2 separate regions of the Zea mays genome follow, and region 2 is linked to region 1. A link is a contact called in public Hi-C data. All regions are on one chromosome and are shown on one strand. The core of a region is the stretch at or near the end of the contact, and the rest is flanking DNA. Distances in the headings are between cores, read along the strand shown. Region 1 holds the start of LOC103651012 (probable mannose-1-phosphate guanylyltransferase 3). Region 2 holds the start of LOC100285661 (acyl-coenzyme A oxidase 2).

Evidence for each region. A called contact is a pair of places that touch in the nucleus more often than the background predicts.
Region 2: a contact with region 1 is called in a Hi-C map of leaf, with 5 times the contacts expected there. The contact joins the promoter of LOC100285661 here to the promoter of LOC103651012 in region 1. A contact is called at or near these places in 2 of 25 Hi-C or Micro-C datasets (ear and leaf).

Annotation. Positions count from the first base shown.
Region 1 is chr3:184,786,846-184,791,027 of Zm-B73-REFERENCE-NAM-5.0, reverse strand. It overlaps LOC103651012 (probable mannose-1-phosphate guanylyltransferase 3), which reads left to right and starts at 1,616. Exons shown (of 5, transcript NM_001319759.1): 1 at 1,616-1,759; 2 at 2,074-2,218; 3 at 2,567-2,629; 4 at 2,707-2,946; 5 at 3,016-3,871. The coding sequence starts at 2,108. The coding sequence ends at 3,687.
Region 2 is chr3:185,043,707-185,047,886 of Zm-B73-REFERENCE-NAM-5.0, reverse strand. LOC100285661 (acyl-coenzyme A oxidase 2) reads left to right here and starts at 1,791. Exons shown (of 13, transcript NM_001158552.1): 1 at 1,791-2,404; 2 at 3,353-3,470; 3 at 3,565-3,672; 4 at 3,751-3,923; 5 at 4,088-4,180. The coding sequence starts at 1,914. It overlaps LOC100383526 (Protein HESO1), which reads left to right. Exons shown (of 9, transcript NM_001176174.1): 9 at 1-562. The coding sequence ends at 424. It overlaps LOC103651016 (a long non-coding RNA gene), which reads right to left and starts at 1,625. Exons shown (of 2, transcript XR_564529.3): 1 at 1,527-1,625; 2 at 850-1,297.

The sequences.
Region 1 (4,182 bases), core at 367-2,866:
CAATTTGTCTGCGGATTTGAGTGAATCAATGATGAAGGTTTAGTGTTTGGCATTGTTACTTCTACTACTATTTGATGTCCTAATCTAAGGTGAATGGTGCCGGTAATCTTGTAATTTTCCTTCACGTTTATATTTCTCCTATATGCTCTAGGCATATTGTGCAGTTGTAATAATGCACTGACAACTAAGGACTTGTTTGGTTAGAGGGATTAATCTTTAGTCCCAAGTTTTTAGTCTCATTTAGTCCCTATTTTGCTATACGGAAGGACTAAAATAGGGACTAATTGACTTTAGTCTCTAGTAAGGGCAAAAATTAGTCCAAATGTCCTTACCTAGAAAACTGACGTCATACACATGAAACAAGAAAAAAAAGATAGATATTTTAATCTTTATGTGTTGCATTTAATGTATTTAGTCCCTACAACCAAACAACATAAAATTTTGTACAGGATCTAAACTTTAGTTGGAACAAAACTGGGCCTAAGAGATTAATACTGAAAGAGAGCTGTTTGTCGGTCCATGCAACGAGAAAAAGGTGCAGAAGCCGTGCATCAAGACGTGTGAAAAGGGCCCATCGTTGCTATTTTTTCTTTCATATAAGAAGGTAACCATACCTGTCTTCCATGTACAACAAGACATGCCATATATTTTTTTTTTGCATATCAACAAGACATTTAGGCTTCAGGTTGGTCTGACAGAGCTCAAAGTGAAGAAATAAAAACTGAAATTACAGGATTCAGCTAAACAGTAGTTCAGAGTTCAGGGCTCGGGCTACGTCGCAACGCAAGTAATATACTCATACTTTAGAATTCAGCAGAAACACAGGCACGAAATCAGTCGGTCGCAGATCCATTCATTGCCCGTCGATGCCTCCCGGCCGGTTCCTTGGATTCACCGACACTGCAGCACGGTTGACCTCAAAAGGCCCGAGATCTGCCGGGTTTCGCGACGCATCACAAGGTGCGTGCATGGCGCAACTGCGAGCCCCCAAGCACGGGAAGGTGGTCCATGCCCGCGGCGTCGAGGAATCAGCTGTTAGAATATGCTGAAACCATTGGTGCACTCGTAGTACTTCGTCGCGCCGTCGCCGTTAGAAAAATAGAAGGAAAAAAAACCCCGGAAAAGGCCCGCGCTTCATCAGCACTTCAGCTCGGCCTCACTCTAGCTTTTGCACATGCACACAGACAGGCGACTCCGGTGCCTTGAGCTCGGGAAAGCATAGCGGCCATGGCAAACTGGACCGGAAGAAGCAAGCGCCTGCTTTTGCGTCGACGAAGGAAGAAGGAACGTGTGTGATGCGGTGACGCCTCCGGTCCGAGCTCGCAGAAAACACGCTAGTACTGTACTATTCCCGATGGCGCGAAGCCGGCGATGTCGCCTCGACGGCCCAGGTCTCGGTAGTAAACCACGCAAGAGAAAATAAAATGACAGAGAGTTGTATGTTGTAGACGGGCGAGTGCGACGAGCGGAGAACGTAATGCCAGCGCTACACCGCTGACGTGTCCGCCCCGGCTCCGGGTGAAGGTCAAAAGGGGCAAAGGGCGGGGGGAAACCGTGGGCCCTATATAGCGGGCCTTCTCGCTGGAGCTAGGAGAAATCGCCAAGCCAAGCCAAGCCAGAAGCGGCAGCCTCGCGCAGCGGTCTGGTCTCTCTGGTGGGTGCCCCTCTTCGCCGGTGGCCGGAAAGGGTAGTGGAGTGGGACCGCTCAAGGAGAGGCCGGCGTCCCCAAGTCTCACTTCCGCCGTCCGCTTCCCCCCTGGTACTTTCTCTTCTTCTATTCGCAAGCGCTTATAGCCCTGGCCCCTTGATCCTCTCCCTCCTCCGTTTCAGTTGGTCCCGATTTTGTTTAGCCTTCCTAGGCGCGTGAGATCAAAAATCCATCGGTTCCGGTTGCCGCCATAGGGTTCGGCACTCGGGGCGCGCGGGGGGAGCTTTATTTGTACCGAACTAATTCGAAGGGTTCGGTTAAGCCCCTTGCAGATCGGTTTTACTACCCATTTTTCGATTCTTTTGTTGTGTTCTGATGCGGGCTTGACGGCATCATGTTATCTGGCTTGTGATTTGCGGCAATAGGGATCGAGGGAGGAAGGAAAGGAGGTGCTTCACAATGAAGGCCCTCATTCTTGTCGGGGGTTTCGGAACCCGCCTTCGGCCTTTGACTCTGAGCTTCCCGAAACCCCTCGTGGATTTTGCAAACAAGCCCATGATTCTGCACCAGGTGAAGTTACTCTTACTCGTTATTACGCTGATACAGCATGAACATTCTAGATATGGCTACATATTTATAGTCGCTTTGGTGTGTTTTTTAACCCAATCCCACTGCTGGCGTCATGCCAGCATCCATCATCATTAGCTTTTGATGTGCCAGGAGTTAGCTTAGAAATAATTTAGCCATCCCACTATTACTTTTATCTAGAACAGTCAAAACGACCTATAATTTAGGATAGAGGGACTAGGAATTTTGCTTTGTGTCCAAGTACATATTTAAACATCAATCAAGTGTTTTTATTTTTTTTTGCATGTGTGGTGGTCGCTGGAAAGATTCAAACTTATTCATTCTGTGCAGATCGAAGCTTTGAAAGAAGTTGGGGTCACAGAGGTGGTTTTGGCTATCAACTACCGCCCAGAGGTAGAAATAACAGAGCAGTTATTGTCGCAATTGGGTCTGGCTTCTATGATCTAATTGGTGTGTTATATGTCTTCCAGGTAATGATTAATTTCTTGAAGGACTTTGAGGATAAGCTTGGCATCACAATTACATGCTCCCAAGAGACTGAGCCCTTAGGAACCGCTGGCCCTCTTGCTCTAGCAAGGGACAAGCTTGCGGATGGATCTGGCCAGCCATTCTTTGTCCTCAACAGTGATGTCATAAGCGAATACCCATTTGCTGAACTCATCAAATTTCACAAGTGTCATGGTGGTGAGGCAACAATTATGGTCACTAAGGTAAATCCTTTTTGACATTTTCTTGTGGAATCAGCCCGCATATGTGATCTGAATTTTCTTTTCATATAGGTGGATGAACCATCAAAATACGGTGTTGTGGTTATGGAGGAGGCAACTGGCAGGGTGGAAAGGTTTGTTGAGAAGCCAAAAATATTTGTGGGTAACAAGATCAATGCTGGGATTTACTTACTGAACCCATCTGTCCTTGACCGCATTGAGCTGAGGCCAACATCAATTGAGAAAGAGGTCTTCCCTCAAATTGCAGCTGATCAACAGCTCTATGCAATGGTCCTTCCAGGTTTTTGGATGGATGTTGGTCAGCCTAGGGACTACATTACTGGCTTGCGTCTTTATCTAGACTCGATTAGGAAGAAATCAGCTGCCAAGCTAGCTACTGGAGCACATGTTGTTGGCAATGTGCTGGTGCATGAGAGCGCCAAGATTGGAGAAGGTTGTCTGATTGGTCCTGATGTCGCCATTGGACCTGGGTGTGTTGTGGAGGACGGCGTGAGGCTTTCCCGCTGCACTGTCATGCGCGGCGTGCGTATCAAGAAGCATGCTTGCATCTCAAACAGCATTATCGGTTGGCACTCAACTGTTGGTCAATGGGCACGGATAGAGAATATGACTATCCTGGGGGAGGATGTTCATGTGTGTGATGAGGTGTACAGCAATGGCGGTGTTGTTCTCCCACATAAAGAGATCAAGTCAAGCATTCTGAAGCCTGAGATCGTCATGTGAGCTCTCCAGTTTTAGCTACAGTACATTCTTAACTTCTTTGACGAAGGGAGGATTGCAGATCCCCTTTTATAAACGATATTGCTTGGTATCTTCGATCTAATGCAAACAGCTTCATACTTGGTCTCTTGTTAAACTATTGACAATGTATCTTGTTTTTTGTTGAAAAGTTTAGTACTTGAGTGTCAATCATACGTATTCGCTTGCTAAAAACTATTGACAATGTATCTTGTTCTTTGTTGAAAAGTTTAGTACTTGAGTGTCAATCATATTTCAGAGTCATTGTGATATACTGAGCTTGGAGGTTTTGGACCATTGATCTGCAGAAGTTCAATACAATAGGAAGAATAAGTTAAAAAAACGTGGTCCAAAGTAACCTTCAGCAGTAATGTTTGTGTGCTAAATGCTCTTCCGGAGAATTGTGGTGATGCAAACCTTGTACCAATGAATATACTGTCAATCTGCTATCTTTTCCGTGGCCTCTAACTCTTAGAGTGT
Region 2 (4,180 bases), core at 542-3,041, 260 kb before region 1:
CCGCAATCAAGTAACAAATACTGCAGTGCATCAGACCGCGCCTTACCAGAACCATACTGCTCGACAGGTGTATCCTACTTGGTCCCAGACAGCTGAACCCTACCAGAATCATAATCAGCAGGTATACGCTACTGGGTTTCAAACAGGGCCATACCAAAGCCATAATCAAGTCCATGCTTATAGAGCAGGGTTGCCACCTGGAGGAATATATGAGATCCACAATCAACAGGTGTATAATGCAGGGTTCCAAACCGACGGTCCGCACCAGAATCAGCAGCGGCGAAAGGGATACCCATCAAACCATCAGAATAACAGGCTTTCTGCGACGGCAGCGAGGTACGAGCCCGTTCGTGGACAGTTTAACAACGGATCGACATGGGACTCAAGGTCCCAAGCACCGGGCAGTGCAGCTCTGCGAAGGTAGCCGTCAGCATCTCAGGAGGATAGTAGTAACAGGCAAATCGGCTGGATTTTGACTGCTGGGCAGCTCTTCCTTGTGTAAAAAATTCTAGCACTTCTTTACTGGTGGACAACTCTTCCTTATGTAAAAATTGCTGTTAGCAGTCGGTTCGTAGTATGTGTCAATTAATTTTTTTTAAGGTGTGATTGGGTTTATTTATCGTGTCTCAGAAATTCATCGCCCTTCTCCGTATGCTCACGTATCATGTAAATAAAGTACAATAGCTGGTCCATGACACGCAGAAATATTCATCATGTAAAAAGCTGCCTCACGCCATATATGAGCTTTTAAGATTTTTTAGGAATCAATTGTTTTTTCTCTATTGGCTTAGGTCCACAAAATCCAACAGTCCAACTGTTTTTTTTTTTCACGCGGAAGTAAACAACATATCTTGAAATCTCAATTACAACCCTACTTTCATTCTGCCATACGGAGAATCTAGTAGCACAATAGCACCATGATTGATCCTGGCTGTAAGGATAAAAATCGTCCACGAAAATGATCGGTCATGACCCACCAACAACTCTCAACTAACTGAACAAGTAGCGCAACTGCAAACAAAACTACTCAAGTTTACTCTGTTTCCAGCAGGAATATCTTTTAGTTATGGAAGGAGGACCAGGATACTCGCAGGAAACATGACGGCGGCATCTGAACACACTGAACTTGAGAGCTTTCTCTTCAAACTTAGGGCTTCTTTGGATTGAACGATTATTTCCTGAATCCTGTGTCTTTCCTGCGTTTTTAAACGAAAACTTGTAAAATTCCTATCCTACTCCTGTGAAATTCTTGTGTTCTTAGGATTGCACTTCCCTTTCGGTTGAACTTCGATTGTAACTGGAGAGACAAATAAAGAGTCAAATAGAGAGTAAAAAATAAAGAGTCTCTTAAAGATGCTCTTAGACTAGAAAATCGAACTATATATGAATGAAGCTAGCAACCGACAGTTTTGTTCTAAAAAAATGTTTTAAACTTCTAAAAAAAGATTTGCATCTTGGTATATGCTGTAATTTTTGTTGCTTCTTGACTTGTCAAGGAAAAAAAAAGAGGGCCAGCATGTGATCACCTCAAGAGGAGTGGAGAAAACCCATGAACGACCAAAGGCTTCAACTGACAAGCTTTGTCAAACCGTTCTTCCATAAAAAAAAACTGTTCTCCCCTATCCTCAAAGAAACGTGTGCCGAGATGCAACCTCACGCTGACTCGGCGCATATACTCTGTATCATTGGCGCGATTTCTCGGTTTCTTCTGACACCCGACTTGGATTGTCTCGTTCGTCTTCGTCATCGTCACTCAACAACTCGTCTCATCGCGCCGCATCGTTTACCTCAAGGTTGTTTTGTTGCTTCCTTGTCCCGCTCTCACCAGCAATCCCGTCGATCACCCAGACCTCCACGGCACTGCTCCGTCTCCTCCGTTCCGTTCCGAACCGCAAGCTCCCAACCCTTCCGCGATGGACCTCACCTCGCCGTCGCCCGCGGCGCGCCGCGCCGCCGCCATCGCGCGCCACCTCGCCGCGGCCGCCGCCCCCATCCCGGCGAGCAGCCCCCTGGAACCTTCCTGCTGCCTCAGCTACGTCCCGCCGGAGTCCACGGAGCGGCCGGCGGCGTTTGCGCCGGCCGACCTCAGGCTTCTGCTGGACGGGCACGACCTGCCCACGCGGGACTGGCTCTTCCGCGCCATGGAGGAGAGCCCCCTTTTCCGCAGCCGGAGTTCGCGGACGGGATCCAGGGTGTTCGTGGCGCCGGACTTCAACGACGGCAAGGAAGGGCAGCGGGAGGCCACCATGCGGCGGATCGCGTACCTGAATCGGCGCGGCGTGTTCCGCGGGTGGCTCACCGAGGACGGCGCTGCCGCCGAGCTCCGCAAACTAGCGCTCCTCGACTGCATCGCCATCTATGACCACTCTCTCGCCATCAAGATTGGCGTCCACTTCTTCCTCTGGTAATTTTTGCTGCTAGCTATTTCCAGCGTTATTCTGGGTCCTTCGTATAACTGATTGCTTATGCTTTCTGCCTGCGGTTTAAAAGTTCCATCCGGTGTTTTCGATGCGCTAATTCTTTTGGGTGGTTTGTGTTTTCCCTAAACGGTAGACACGCCCCCAACGGGCTACAGGAAATCTTCAGGTCCTTGAGATAGACAAACCGCAATGAAACAGAAACAAAATGCACACGAAGCCTATTGCTTTGTACTCCCTATACCGAAGCATTTAAAATTTGTCTCAAGTTATAAGGTATTCTAGGTGAATTAACTCTCCCAAAGCACCAACCACATGCGGACCTGCCATTAGTGTGTACCACTAGGTTCAAAATATAGTAAGCACAAGATCTCTCTATAGTTAAGGGAGGGTTATTGGTCATTTGTTTTACTGCATAATCTGTCCTAAAATTTCTACGGTACCTTGTATTTTAGGATGGAGGGAATAATTAATAGTGATGGTGCTGGCGTTGACCAGCTGGAAGCCACGGTTTATGTCAGCACCAGGATGCCTTTCTGTATCATTCTGCTACTAGAATTTATCATCTAGCCGCACACAAGTAAATTTTGGGTGCATGGAATTGTTGCCTGGGCCAGGTAGCTTTTCTAGGGTCCAAAACAAACAGGTCTGTGTCTGAGGTTATAACAGTTTTACAGAGATTTTCAAGACCAGATGATCATTTGGGTCTTTATATTAACTTTGTTTAAAGTGAATGCTTAGCAATGATACTACAGGAATGGTCTTGACTCTTAAAGAAGCCAGCATGTTTTTGTTAGGTTTATTTCCTTTGGTGAGAATGTTCTTGTAGTACAGCAGTAAGCCACTTGTTGTGTAGAGTTTACCAGTGTTGTATGGAGTTCTTTTGTTTGCAATCTTCTCATGTTTAGTTTATTAAATTTCTCTATGTGTTCCAGGGGCAGTGCCATCAAGTTTCTTGGAACAAAGCGCCACCATGACAAGTGGTTGGTTGCCACGGAAAATTATGATATCAAGGGTTGTTTTGCAATGACAGAACTAGGCCATGGAAGCAATGTACGTGCATAGATTTGGGCTAAGCATACTTTTTACGGTATAATCTCACTAACTGTGCTGATTAAGTTCTGTTGCTGTTTCTTTGTTACAAAAGGTGCGAGGAATAGAAACAATAGCAACTTATGATTCAGAAACAAGAGAGTTCATCATAAATACTCCATGTGAATCAGCTCAGAAGTACTGGATTGGTGGAGCTGCCAATGTAAGAATTAAGAAAATGTGTGCATCTGCACTCTGCATTCAGTCACAACTTGCTAAAGATTTCCATGCCCTTTTGCAGCATGCAACACATACAATAGTCTTTTGTCAACTTCATATAAATGGGAGAAATGAAGGAGTTCATGCTTTTGTAGCTCAAATTAGGGATGAAGATGGAACTGTGTTGCCTAATATCCATATAGCTGACTGTGGCCATAAGATTGGACTGAATGGCGTTGATAATGGGCGGATTTGGTGAGTACTTGTATTTTTTTGTATTATTATATACCATGGTTTTTAAAGCGGTAAGGCGAGACAAGGCGTTGGACCACCGCCTGGATGCCTAGGCGACGCCTTAAAAACAGTGTTATATACATCATTTAATGTATATCATATCTTACTTTTTACTTCTATACCAGGTTTCAGAATATACGTGTTCCTCGTGAGAACTTGCTTAATTTGGTTGCTGATGTTTTGCCAGATGGGCGATATGTTAGCATGATAGATAATCC